Linked DNA regions of Mus musculus: region 2 is linked to region 1. The links are chromatin contacts, called in public promoter capture Hi-C maps. All regions are on one chromosome and are shown on one strand. Each heading gives the region's core, a stretch centred on a gene start, on an enhancer-like site or on the middle of the called end of the contact. The rest is flanking DNA. Distances are from core to core; before and after follow the strand shown.

The links. Promoter capture Hi-C pulls out the DNA fragments that hold promoters and counts their contacts.
Region 2: a promoter capture Hi-C map of the HPC-7 cell line shows a contact between it and region 1. The contact joins the enhancer-like site here to the promoter of Nup98 in region 1. A contact is called at or near these places in 10 of 39 promoter capture datasets (the 3T3-L1 cell line, the C10 cell line, the HPC-7 cell line and 6 more), 1 of 15 datasets of contacts at CTCF or cohesin (the NIH/3T3 cell line), 1 of 484 Hi-C or Micro-C datasets (bone marrow-derived macrophages), 5 of 115 datasets of contacts at active chromatin or transcription factors (DN3 thymocytes, bone marrow-derived macrophages, embryonic stem cells and 2 more) and 3 of 9 other capture datasets (adipose tissue, liver and pancreatic islet).

The regions. Positions count from the first base shown.
Region 1 is chr7:102,206,931-102,212,569 of GRCm38.p6, forward strand. It overlaps Nup98 (nucleoporin 98), which reads right to left and starts at 3,236. Exons shown (of 33, transcript NM_001287164.1): 1 at 3,088-3,236. It also overlaps a transcript of Pgap2 not described here.
Region 2 is chr7:102,393,186-102,398,709 of GRCm38.p6, forward strand. The region is part of intron 3 of Stim1 (stromal interaction molecule 1); the gene reads left to right. Among named protein-coding and RNA genes, the nearest start is that of Rrm1, 46 kb to the right of the region's middle. Within about 2 kb of position 2,921, at least 59 of the 459 cell types and tissues checked have an H3K27ac peak or open chromatin away from gene starts, as enhancers often do. A contact at or near this core is called in the HPC-7 cell line, adipose tissue and bone marrow-derived macrophages, where this site is marked.

The DNA of each region.
Region 1 (5,639 bases), core at 1,986-4,485:
GCTACTGAGAAACCCAGTCTTGAAAAGCAAAATAATCAAAGAAATGCAGCAAGGCCTGGTGACACATGCACATGCCTGTACTTGGGAGAATGATGCAGTTTCAGTGAGTCCAGGTCAACCTGGTACATAGTGAGATACTGTCTCAATAAATACATTCCAAACTAAAAAAATTATTCCCCATTAAACTGAAGTATTAACTCTTCAATACTGCATGTAACTTTGAGTATCAATAGCTCTTTTACTCCTTCCTCAAAAAACAAAGCTTTCCCCTGATTTGTCTTATAGAAGAGAACGGTAATCTACCACAGAAACGAGAAGAGAATCTTAGAGGAAAGTGGCTCTAGGACTTAGTTTTAGAATTTCCCAAGAACAGTACTTGACAAGTTTTTCATGGAAAGTAGGGCATGGTGACATATACCACTCTGTACATGAAAGGGAAAGGCAGAAAAATTAGGAGTTTAAAGTCAGCCTTAGGCTACACACCATGAATATTGTCTCAAATAAAAAAAAAGTCTTAGACAATTTATGAACTGACTTTACAAGCAAAGTAAGAATAGTTTTATTAAAATGTAAGCAGTCATCTCATTCAGGTATAATTTTAATAATTTCTTAACCTTGGTAGTTACAACTTGGGGAAGAATGGTTAATTGGTACTGAACTATCTTGCTGTGAGCATGTACTGAATTTCCAGCACAGCACACTAAATCCTCATAAAATGCTTAACATCTGGCATCTACTAAGATTTATATAATATATATACACATAATTACATATGTATACATATATATGTATATGGGGGAGGGATGGGGTTTCCATGAGTAACAGCCCTGGCTCTCCTGATGATGGATTTGTAGACAAGGATGGCCTCAAATTCATAGAGATTGCCCTGTCTCTACCTCCTGAGTGCTGGGATTAAAGGCATAGAATTTCAGAATTTTACAAAGCCTCTTACTAGAAATTAATCAGTATTACAATATTGATGTCCTAGACTATCACCACACAAATAATACTGTTTTCCCAAATGTGAATTTGGTGCCCTGCCAGTGTAATTAGATACCTAGGAGCTAATGGCTACCAACAAAAGCACAGAGTATTTCATAAGTACACAAACATCTAGTCTCTTTTCCAGAGTATTTCTCAGTTTAACTTTTCTGTATTTGCTCATTCACAAATACAACTAAGGAACATCTATGAGCCACATTACCTAAATATTAAGAAATATATGTATCTATGTTTTGGTGTGTGTGTGTTTTGAGAAAGGGTCTCATTATGCAGTTCTGACTGGCCTGAAACTTGCTATACGGACCAAGCTGACCTCAAACTCCCAGAGATCCATCTGCCTGTATTTCTGGAGTACTGGGATTAAAGGCATTCCCATCACAGCCAGCAAGATTAAAAACAAAACAAAACAAGACAAAACAAAACATAATCTAGTAAAATGTCAAATAGCTAAAATGTAAAATGTCTGCTACAAGCAGAAGATCAGGTTAAGTGCTATGGAAACTTACAAGGAAGAGTGAGTCAGGTGGTGATGCTCAAACTGAGAAAATGATACAGAAAACACCAAGTTACAACTTTTAAGACTTCAGTTCTCTTCTGTGCTTTTGCATTATTTGTTTTTAGGTCTTATGGTTTATATAAACATCAAAACTACAAGCTGATTGATATATTCAGATCAAAATGACAATTCCATCAAATCTTAAGTAGCAGATTTAATTTTATCAATGTATTTCCCAGTACCTCTAACACGTTAAGCCTCATTTTTTTCATTTTACTGAAATGAATTCAATTATTTCTTTTATCACGTGCATAAGTGTTTTGCCTGTGTATGCTCTAGTTCTCTGGCCTCAATTTCCATAACTGGTGACATTACAGGCCTGCACCACATCTATCTTGGTTTTATTCCCCACCCCACTTGGCTTTTTGAGTCAGGGTCTCTGCAGCCCTAGATGTCCTGAAACTCAGTATGAAGAGTAGGCTAGCTTTGTAGTCACAGAGTGCCTCCTGCCTTTGCCTCTCAAGTGCTGGGATAAAAGGTGTGCACTGCCAAGGTTAAAGCCAATTTCATCATTTTTAAAGTTTTGTTCTCAAAAGTCTATGTTAAGTCTGGATGTGATGGCAAACACCTTTAATCTCATTACCTCAGCGTTAGAGGCAGGTGGTCTCTTTGAGTCTGTGGCAAGCCTGGTCTACATAGCGAATTCCAGGCCAACCAAGGGTTGTCTCCGAAGTTAAAAAAAAAAAAAAAAAAAAAAAAAAGCAAAAAAAGTCCCCATCAGGGTACTACTAATCAAGTTATCTTACTATATATAAACGAACATGAAAACAGCTAAACTAGAAGTGTTTTTGAAAATTATGTCAAATGCTGGGTCCTTACCCCTACCAAATAGAGAATTGCCAATATTGGGAGACTGGAACATAGAGGAAGGGTGGAAGAGTATACAAATTCTACTAGACTTGAATCAAGACACCTGGATTCTCTTCCTCTACCTACCTCCCACTAATAAAGCCTCTGTACTTGAGGCAGAGTGGGGGCGATTGACAATTTAAACGCTTATGGCTCCAGTTACTCAGAAATTCAATCTTTCTCACCTAGGTTTACACGGAACAGAAAGAACCCTTCATTTTATTTATCAGACAATTGTCAGTGTCTTAAAAAGCTAAACACAGTTCTGACTCACTCAACCCTCTGGTTGAACCCTAGACAAAACGTGTCCTGTAGAGTGGTCAAGGAAGTGACGGGGAGACCTCACTGAAGTCCCCCCAAGGCACCACCCTGCAAGGGTCTGCCTACCGCGGGCTGCTCACCTCCACCCAGCGAATGAATGAGTAGCACCGGAGAAAGCGAGGTTCACTCAATGTGGGCTGCGACCCGAGACCCCTCCGGCCTACGCCCCACACAGTTGGATCCCCTCCCAGGGCCTCCCGAGCCAGGCCGCAGGCCCCGGGCCCCGCCCCCTCACGCAGGCCCGAAGGAGCGCGCCCGGCACGAGACTCGGCGGCGGAGAGGGCCCCGGGCGTCCAGCGCAGATGCCGGTACAGAGAGGAAGATCTACCCGCCCAGCCCCGGCAGCGCTCCCGACTTACAGCGGTGCGTCTGGAGTGAGAGCCCAGGTCCGCCCGTCACCCGCCGCTCACCGCGCGGCCTCCAGAAAAACCGTCGTCGCCGCCGCCGCTGCCACCGACCGCCGCTTCGGGCGCAGCGCGCAGAGGCCTGACTGCGTCACACGCCGTCCACCGTCAGAGATCGGCTCCGGCCGCTCCGCCCTTGGCGGCCGGGCATTGGCGGGCCGGTCCGCCACTCGAGGCCCACACCGTTATTCATTGGGTGACGATCCTTTTGAAACCGAACGTGGAGGCGGTCTCTGATTAGGAACGGAGGGGAAGAGGAGGAGCGTAAGGAATTGCCGGGAAAGGGGGGGGGGGGGGGGAAAGGAGGGACGATGGGGAGGGATGTAGAGTCCCACTCCCTCTGCCGCAACGGTTGGCTGAGAGAGGCTCATGACGTCACACAGGCCCCTCGAAGAGGGCTGGTGCGTGGCTAGAGGAGTGAGCACCAAACCGCAGTGACGCTGTGTCCAGGCCCCGCCCCCTTCCTTGGAGCGCGGAGACTCGCTACGGAAGCTCCGGCCAATCAGAAGGAAGTCCCAAGGATGACCTGGTAATTGTTCTATCCTTCTCTAGCTCCTGTCTGCGGGCAATGATGGGAAGGCTCCTTGGCCACCTAGCTTGCACTTGGAGAGCCGGAGGACCCTTCCTGGAAACCCATCAATCCACAGATTGTCTGCAGACACTCCACTCCCCACTGTTCTTTCCAGCGCAAGCCAGCCCTCGCCGTACACTTTCCCCCTCTGAATCTCTAGAATAGACCTGAGCAATGGATTTGCCTTAACAGAGCTTGAGCCCAATGAGGAGATTCTTGGCCCTTCAGCCTCAGCTGCACTTTCAGAATCTATACTTGTTCTGGGTTTCTTGCGGCCTTCTCCAGGACACATTTGGTAACCTTTACAAGTCCCGGTGAAGTTCAGGCAGTCTGCTTGTAAAGACCTTGTTACTTTGTATCTTATTTATTTTCCGTTCTATGCCTCCTCCCTCCCCTGATCTGGGCCAAAGCTTCATTTTCATCCTTTTGGTGTCTTTTCTCCTAGGATCTAGCAGAGAGCAGAAGAGTGGGCATGTTCTAGAAACCAGACCTCTCTAAATTATTGAGGTCTCACAGATAACAGGAGCTGTGTTAAAAAAAAAAAAAAAAAAAAAAAAAAGAGGTACATACTACCTCTCCACCACGTCCTGGGAAATCAATATAGAACTGAAACGAGATTTGCTAAGAATTTTAAATGATTCCCTCAAACAAAAACATCTTAAAGGAGCTGGAGAGATAGATGGGCTCAGCGATTAAGAGCACTGGCTGCTCTTCCAGAGGTCCTGAATTCAATTCCCAGCAACCCCATGGTGGCTCACAACCAACTGTAATGGGATCTGGTGCCCTCTCCTGGTATACATAAAATAAATAAATCTCTTTTTTTTTTTTAAAGACAGTAAATGGAAGAAACATAATATATTGTCGATGTTCAGTATATACTTGAAAGAATAATGTATAAATCGCCTAACAGGAAAAGCTAGTTTGAACATCCATCTGTAACCACCATCCCTAAACCACTCTGTCCAAACACCCTGCTTTTCCATCACTCCTCCTTGCCTTTACTCTAAATCAGAAAGTCATTAGGTGGGGTATAATAGCCAAGATCTGTAATTTCAATTCTTAGGTAGCTGAGGTAGAATATGAAGCTGAAAGCCAGCCTGAAATACATGAAACTGTCTTAAAAACAAAATAAACAACAGTACTCAGGGTTTTATTTTTGAATCTTTACAGTGGCTCTCTTGCCACCATCCAAACCTCTGATTTTTTGGTTCTTCAGTCTTGAAATGCAACTACATTTAAACCTGCCCTGGACATTTATTTTAGTGTTCTTAAGAGTTGGCACATAGTTGATGTACCTTACAATTTACATATTTGTTGCATAGGTGAGTGAATTATTGTTTTAGCAGCAAAATAATAGAATTGTCGAACTTCAGAATCAGAGAACCCCCAGTTTAAATCCAGGCCCAACTATGATAATATGGGGAAAATCCCCAATAATTCTGGACATCAGTTTCTTTGTCTGTAAAATAAGGATAATTTTGCTTGACTTACAGACTGTTGGGAGAATGAAATGAAAGGAATATAACATTTGATATGGTACCTGGTACACAGTTTGCCCTCAATAAGTAATAGACTGACCATTTTAAATGTTTTAAGGCATGGGTTTTGAAATGTGTCTTAAATGACTCAACAGGTGAGTATATTTAATTCAAAGTATTAGTAGATGTTCAGAAGTTGGGATTCTTAAATGGTGTGTACTTATAGGAAGACTGGAGAGGATACATTGAAAGAGAAATGCTTCAGTGAGGAGGACCATGATGACTTTGAAGTTACTTATTTTATTTAAGATTTATTTATTATTTTATGTACGTGAGTACACTGTTAGCTGTAAAGCTGGTTGTGAACCTTCATGTGGCTGTTGGGAATTGAATTTAGGACCTCTGCTTGGTCCAGTCAGCCCTGCTCCCTCTGACCCAATGATTTATTTATTATTATA
Region 2 (5,524 bases), core at 1,671-4,170, 190 kb after region 1:
TTCCTTTCTTTTCCTTTCCTTTCCTTTCCTTTCCTCCCTCCCTCCTTTCCTTTCTTCTTTTCTTTCTTTCTTAAAAAAAAAAAAAAGGAAGCTGGGCGTGGTGGCACATGCCTTTAATCCCAGCACTCGGGAGGCAGAGGCAGATGGATTTCTGAGTTCGAGGCCAGCCTGGTCTACAAAGTGAGTTCTAGGACAGCCAGGGCTATACAGAGAAACCCTGTCTCAAAAAGCCAATCCATAATCAGCCTCCAAACGCTGACACCATTGCATACACTAGCAAGATTTTGCTGAAAGGACCCTGATATAACTGTCTCTTGTGAGGCTATGCCGGGGCCTAGCAAACACAGAAGTGGATGCTCACAGTCAGCTATTGGATGGATCACAGGGCCCCCAATGGAGGAGCTAGAGAAAGTACCCAAGGAGCTAAAGGGATCTGCAACCCTATAGGTGGAACAACAATATGAACTAACCAGTACCCCCCGGAGCTCGTGTCTCTAGCTGCATATGTAGCAGAAGATGGCCTAGTTGGCCATCAGTGGAAAGAGAGGCTCATTGGTCGTGCAAACGTTATATACCTCAGTACAGGGGAACGCCAGGGCCAAGAAGTGGGAGTGGGGGGGGATATGGGGGACTTGAAATGTAAATGAAGAAAATACCTAATTAAAAAAAAAAGACTGCTGGGTGTGTTAATACATGCCTTCATTCCCAGCACTTAGGAGGTAGAGGCTGGCAGATCTCTGAGTTCAAGGTTGATCTACAGAGTGAGTTCCAGGACAGCTGGGGCTACATAGAGAAACCCCGTCTTGAAAAAAATAAGTCATAACACTCAGGAGGCAGGAGATCCAGTCTTGTTTGTCTACATAGTGAACTCCAGGAGGACGGCCAAGACTACATAGAGATACCCTCTCTCAAAAAGGGAAGTGGCCTCAAGTGGTAGTATGCTAGCCCAATATACATGAAACTCTAGGTAATATTCTCAGTAGAACAGTGTGAATCATGTATAATGACACACTCCTGTAAGCTAAGCACTTAGGAAATAGGGGCAAGAGAGTTAGGAGTTCAAAATCATTCTTGGTTACATAGAGACTTAGAGGCCACTTTTAGCTACCTCAGATCCTGCTTCAAACAAACATTCTCTTTAGATAGCTCCTTTTGAAATCTTTCCTGAAAAACCACAGTCTAGATACTGTGTGTTGTGTCCCCCTGACTTCTTATGTTTATATCATCATTGCACTTAACACATTAATTACAGCCTGTTACCCTGCCAGTTTCCCTATCAGTTTGCTTGAAGTCAGCATTTTATATGATCCCACTTTCTAACACTTAGTACTGAAATCAGCTCAGATTAGGAAAGAAGTCAAAAGTTTGTCCTTGTCTCTACCATTGTCCCATCTTACTTTTTCACATCCCAAAGCTTCAAGGTTGTCCTGCTGCTGTGCAGCCACCCCGCCAATATTTCTCTAGCCTGATTTTCTCTGTGCTTTGTTGTAGCTCTGTATGGGGCCTTTAATAGTATGTCCTTATGGTGTTTAATAGACCAGAGGCTTGCATAGTAACCTAGTGGAGTGGGCCTCTCGTCGGAGGCCTAGGCCCAAGACCCAGATATTTTCACAATGATGTTTTGGGGTTTGATATTGACATCATACTAGGAACTAAGATTCCCAGATGGCAGTAGGAAGGGAACCTCTTAGACAACTCAGTTCCAGGTTACATCCCATCCTTAGGAGGAGCCATTTTGGGAGGATTGTATAGCTGGTTTGTTCATAGAATAGATTAGAAAACTCAGTTGTTCAACTAAATTTAAAATCTTTTATTTTGTGTATATGGGTGCTTTGCTTGCATGTATGGCTGTGCACCATGTGTATGCCTGGAGCCCATAGAGGCCAGAAGAGAGTGTCAAATCTCCAGAGAAGGAACTGGAGTTACAGAGGGCTGTGAGCTACCACGTGAGTGCTGGGAATGAACCTAATTCCTGCGGAAGAGCAGACAGTGTTCTTAACCACTGAACCATCTCTACTGCCCCTTTTTAATTTTTTAGGTTAGCCTACAAGTAAGCTTTGTGATGCCTTTTCTGTCAACTAGTTCCATGTCTCTCTCAGCCTCCTTATCACCTTATTTCTCAAAGAGAGCACTTACCACACTGTCTTATTCATTCATTTACTCTTGCAAGTTCATTCAGAGAGAGCTCTTAAGGATGGAGTTCATGAAGATTCATCTCTGTGCTCGTGATGCACCCTAGCAGCTTCAACAGGGAGTACTAATAAAATATTGATGAATGAGTGAATAAACAAATGGTGATGATAGCAGATGTAGCTGAGGCAGGTCTTGAATACCTGATCCTTCTGGCTCCACCTCCCAAGTGCTGGGATCCCAGGTTTGTACCACCATTGTTGGCCAGCTACTATTTCTTTAGCACTTACTATTGGAAAAGAGGTTCCTTATGTCTTTACCACACCATCTAAAAACTCTACTTATCACCATTTTATAAGTAACAAAAATGAGACTGGGATCTTACATTTAATAAGTGATGTTTGGTTCAAGACACATGATTACAAAGCCCACATTTGTAACTGTCAGGCCATATTTGACTGTCAAACCAGATGACTAACTGAGGTTGACGAGGTGACCAGCCAGTGCACTAATAGCTGTGTGAGGAGACTCAAAAAGGGGTTGGCAACTCCCCTAATAGACGTCGTTCTCTTGGGGTGAGGGTTTGAAACCACAGAAGTAGATGAGGGCTTCATCTACAGGCGCCACAAGTCCATTATAGGAAAGAGATACTGACTCAGGACTCGTTTCTTATTGCGTATTCTTTCCCTGGCAAGAGAAAAGATTGGCCAAGGCCCAGGATCTGCCTCGGCACATGCCTGGAGGATAGCTATAGCTGGAGTGCTAGGAGGGACTTATTGTTCCTTCCGCTGATGTGCCCTTACCCCACGTATCCACATGACTCACAGCTCCACCTCAGCTAATCAGATGGCACGGCAGCAGAGAGGCCTTTCCTTCCTTAAAAAGACTTTTCTGTTTACATTTATTCTCTTACTGCTTAGTTTTTCTTAATTGTACTGTATTACCACTTGATGTTTTTATTGTAGATTTTTCATTTTTATATATTTATTATATTATTTATTTGTTTTTAAGACATGGTATTACTATGTAACCCTGGCCAGCTTGGGACTTGCTATGTAGACCAGCTAACTTTGAACTCACAGAGATCCATCTACCTCTGCCTGGGTTAAAAGCATGGGACTATAATGCCAGCTTCTTTTACTGTGTAAGAGGTCAGAGGATGGTTTGCAGGAGTTGCTCTTTTCCTTTCACTTTGTAAGACCCAGGAACTGAAACTCAGTTTGTCAGGCTTGATAGCAAGTGGTTTTTAGGTACTTTTACCTACGGAGCATCTCATGGACTCAGTTCGGACCGTCTTTTTTGCCTTTCCTCTCAGAATCATAAACACCAGAGGATCTGTGACTTTTGTATTCTCCTATATTTCTAGGTCCTGGAGTAGGTTCTAGTAAGTAGGGGGTGTTTAATAATTACCTCCATGAATTATCCTTGAGTTGGAGATGGCCTACTTTCAAGAACTTATCATTTAGCTTCAGCAGCTTCTTATTTTCCTTGTCCTTATTTATGACCTTGGACTCCAGACAAACTGGAATCTGTGTTCTCTGTGCATGACCCACACTTTGTAGTTCTGGATATTGCTCTTATTTCTTTCTTTGGTGGTTCTGAATCTCTGTTTACCCAAATTCTGATCATGCTATTTTTAAATGTATTTTTATTTCATATGCATTGTTTTCCCTGCACGTGTCTGTGTGACGGTGTCAGGTCCCCCGGAACTGGAGTTGCAGACAGTGTGAACTGGCATGTCGGCGCTGGGAATTAAATCCAGGTCCTTTGGAAGAGAACTCGATGCCCTTAACAACTGAGCTATCTTTCCAGCCCCACTCTATTTTTTAAAAGGAGTATTTATTTATTCTTTTACTTAGTATGTGTGTGTGTGTGCTTGAATGAGTTTATGTACACTATATGTGTGGAACTGGAATTCCTGTTGTGAGACCTGTGATGTGGGTGTGAACTGAATCAGGGTCCTTTGTAAGAGCAATGAGCTAGCTCCCTTAACTGTGGAGCTAGATCTCCAGGCAATGCACTCCTTTTTAAAATAAATGTATGTGCAGGCAATTACTACTGATAGATATTGCTAGATTGTAAGCTATAGTACTTGAAATAGGGAACTCCTTCTTAGCTCTGCTCTGTTTCCAGGGCCTAGCTTGGAAGAGTACTAAATAAATGTTTATTGAGTGGCAGAATGAATATTTTAAAGAAAGGGAAATTTTGGCTCATATCAGTTAAGTCATTTATCCCAAATTGTCCATGTTAGATGAGATGGAAATTAAAGTCTTTAGCTTCAAATTTATATTATATATTTTATAATACAAAGCTAGCAGGGCCAAGCCTAGACACACATGCCTGTAATCCTAGAATGTGGGAAATGGAGACTGGAGGATCAGGAGTTCAAGGCCAGCCTTAGTTACATAGTGAGATTGAAGATAGCGTAAGCTCTATGTTTCTCTTGTTTCAAAAAACAAAACTAACCAAGCAACCAGACATATCCAGAAACAAAGAGATTGGAGATGACAGTTACTTGTCTTGTAGATTCTTACTTTCTTTTAAAACTTTTATTTTTGAGAATCTTTCACATGCATGCAATGAAATATTATCTCATGTAGTCCTCCGTCCTCCTAAGCACCCCTGATTCTAACACTCAGTTTGCCAACTTCTTGCTTGTTTGTTTTAATAATACACACATACACACACACACACACACACACACACACACACACCCCACACACACCACACACACACACACCACACACACCACACATACACACACACACACATACACACACACGTTGGGGCTATCTACTGGAACATAAGAACCTACCAGTGGCACCATATATATTCAATAAATCATGTTCTCCCGATATCTACAAGTGTATCTTTCTTTTGAGTGTTGTTATAATCTCTAGAGTTTAGTCTTTTCTTATTCTGTATAGTGTTGTTCATCATTTTGCCTATAGATGATGTCTTTGATATTCTAGGGACCACACAAGACAGGATTGGTGAGGTGCATGGTTTTAGGATACTGTTTTCCTGGTCTAATGTCCTCTTGGGGTTTGGACATTCTTGTCACCTGTAATCTGTACCTGATCTCTTATAAGCTCTTCTTGCCAAGTTCTGTAGTCTCATATTGTCAGCAGCCACTCTATACTTGCTGTGTATGGCCTTTTTCCTTCCTTGGCCAGAGATTCTTTCCATTTTGGGGTGGGGGGTGTTGAGAATGTAGTCTGAGCCTGATGGTGCATGCCTGTAATCCTATCACTCTCAGAGTACAGACGTCCTTCACTTCATAGCAAGTATGAGGACCTATATTGTCTATATGAGATCCTATCCCAAACAAAACAAAAACACTAACAATACTAAAAAAGTGGAATGAGAAAGTAGAATAAGACTTAACTTTCAG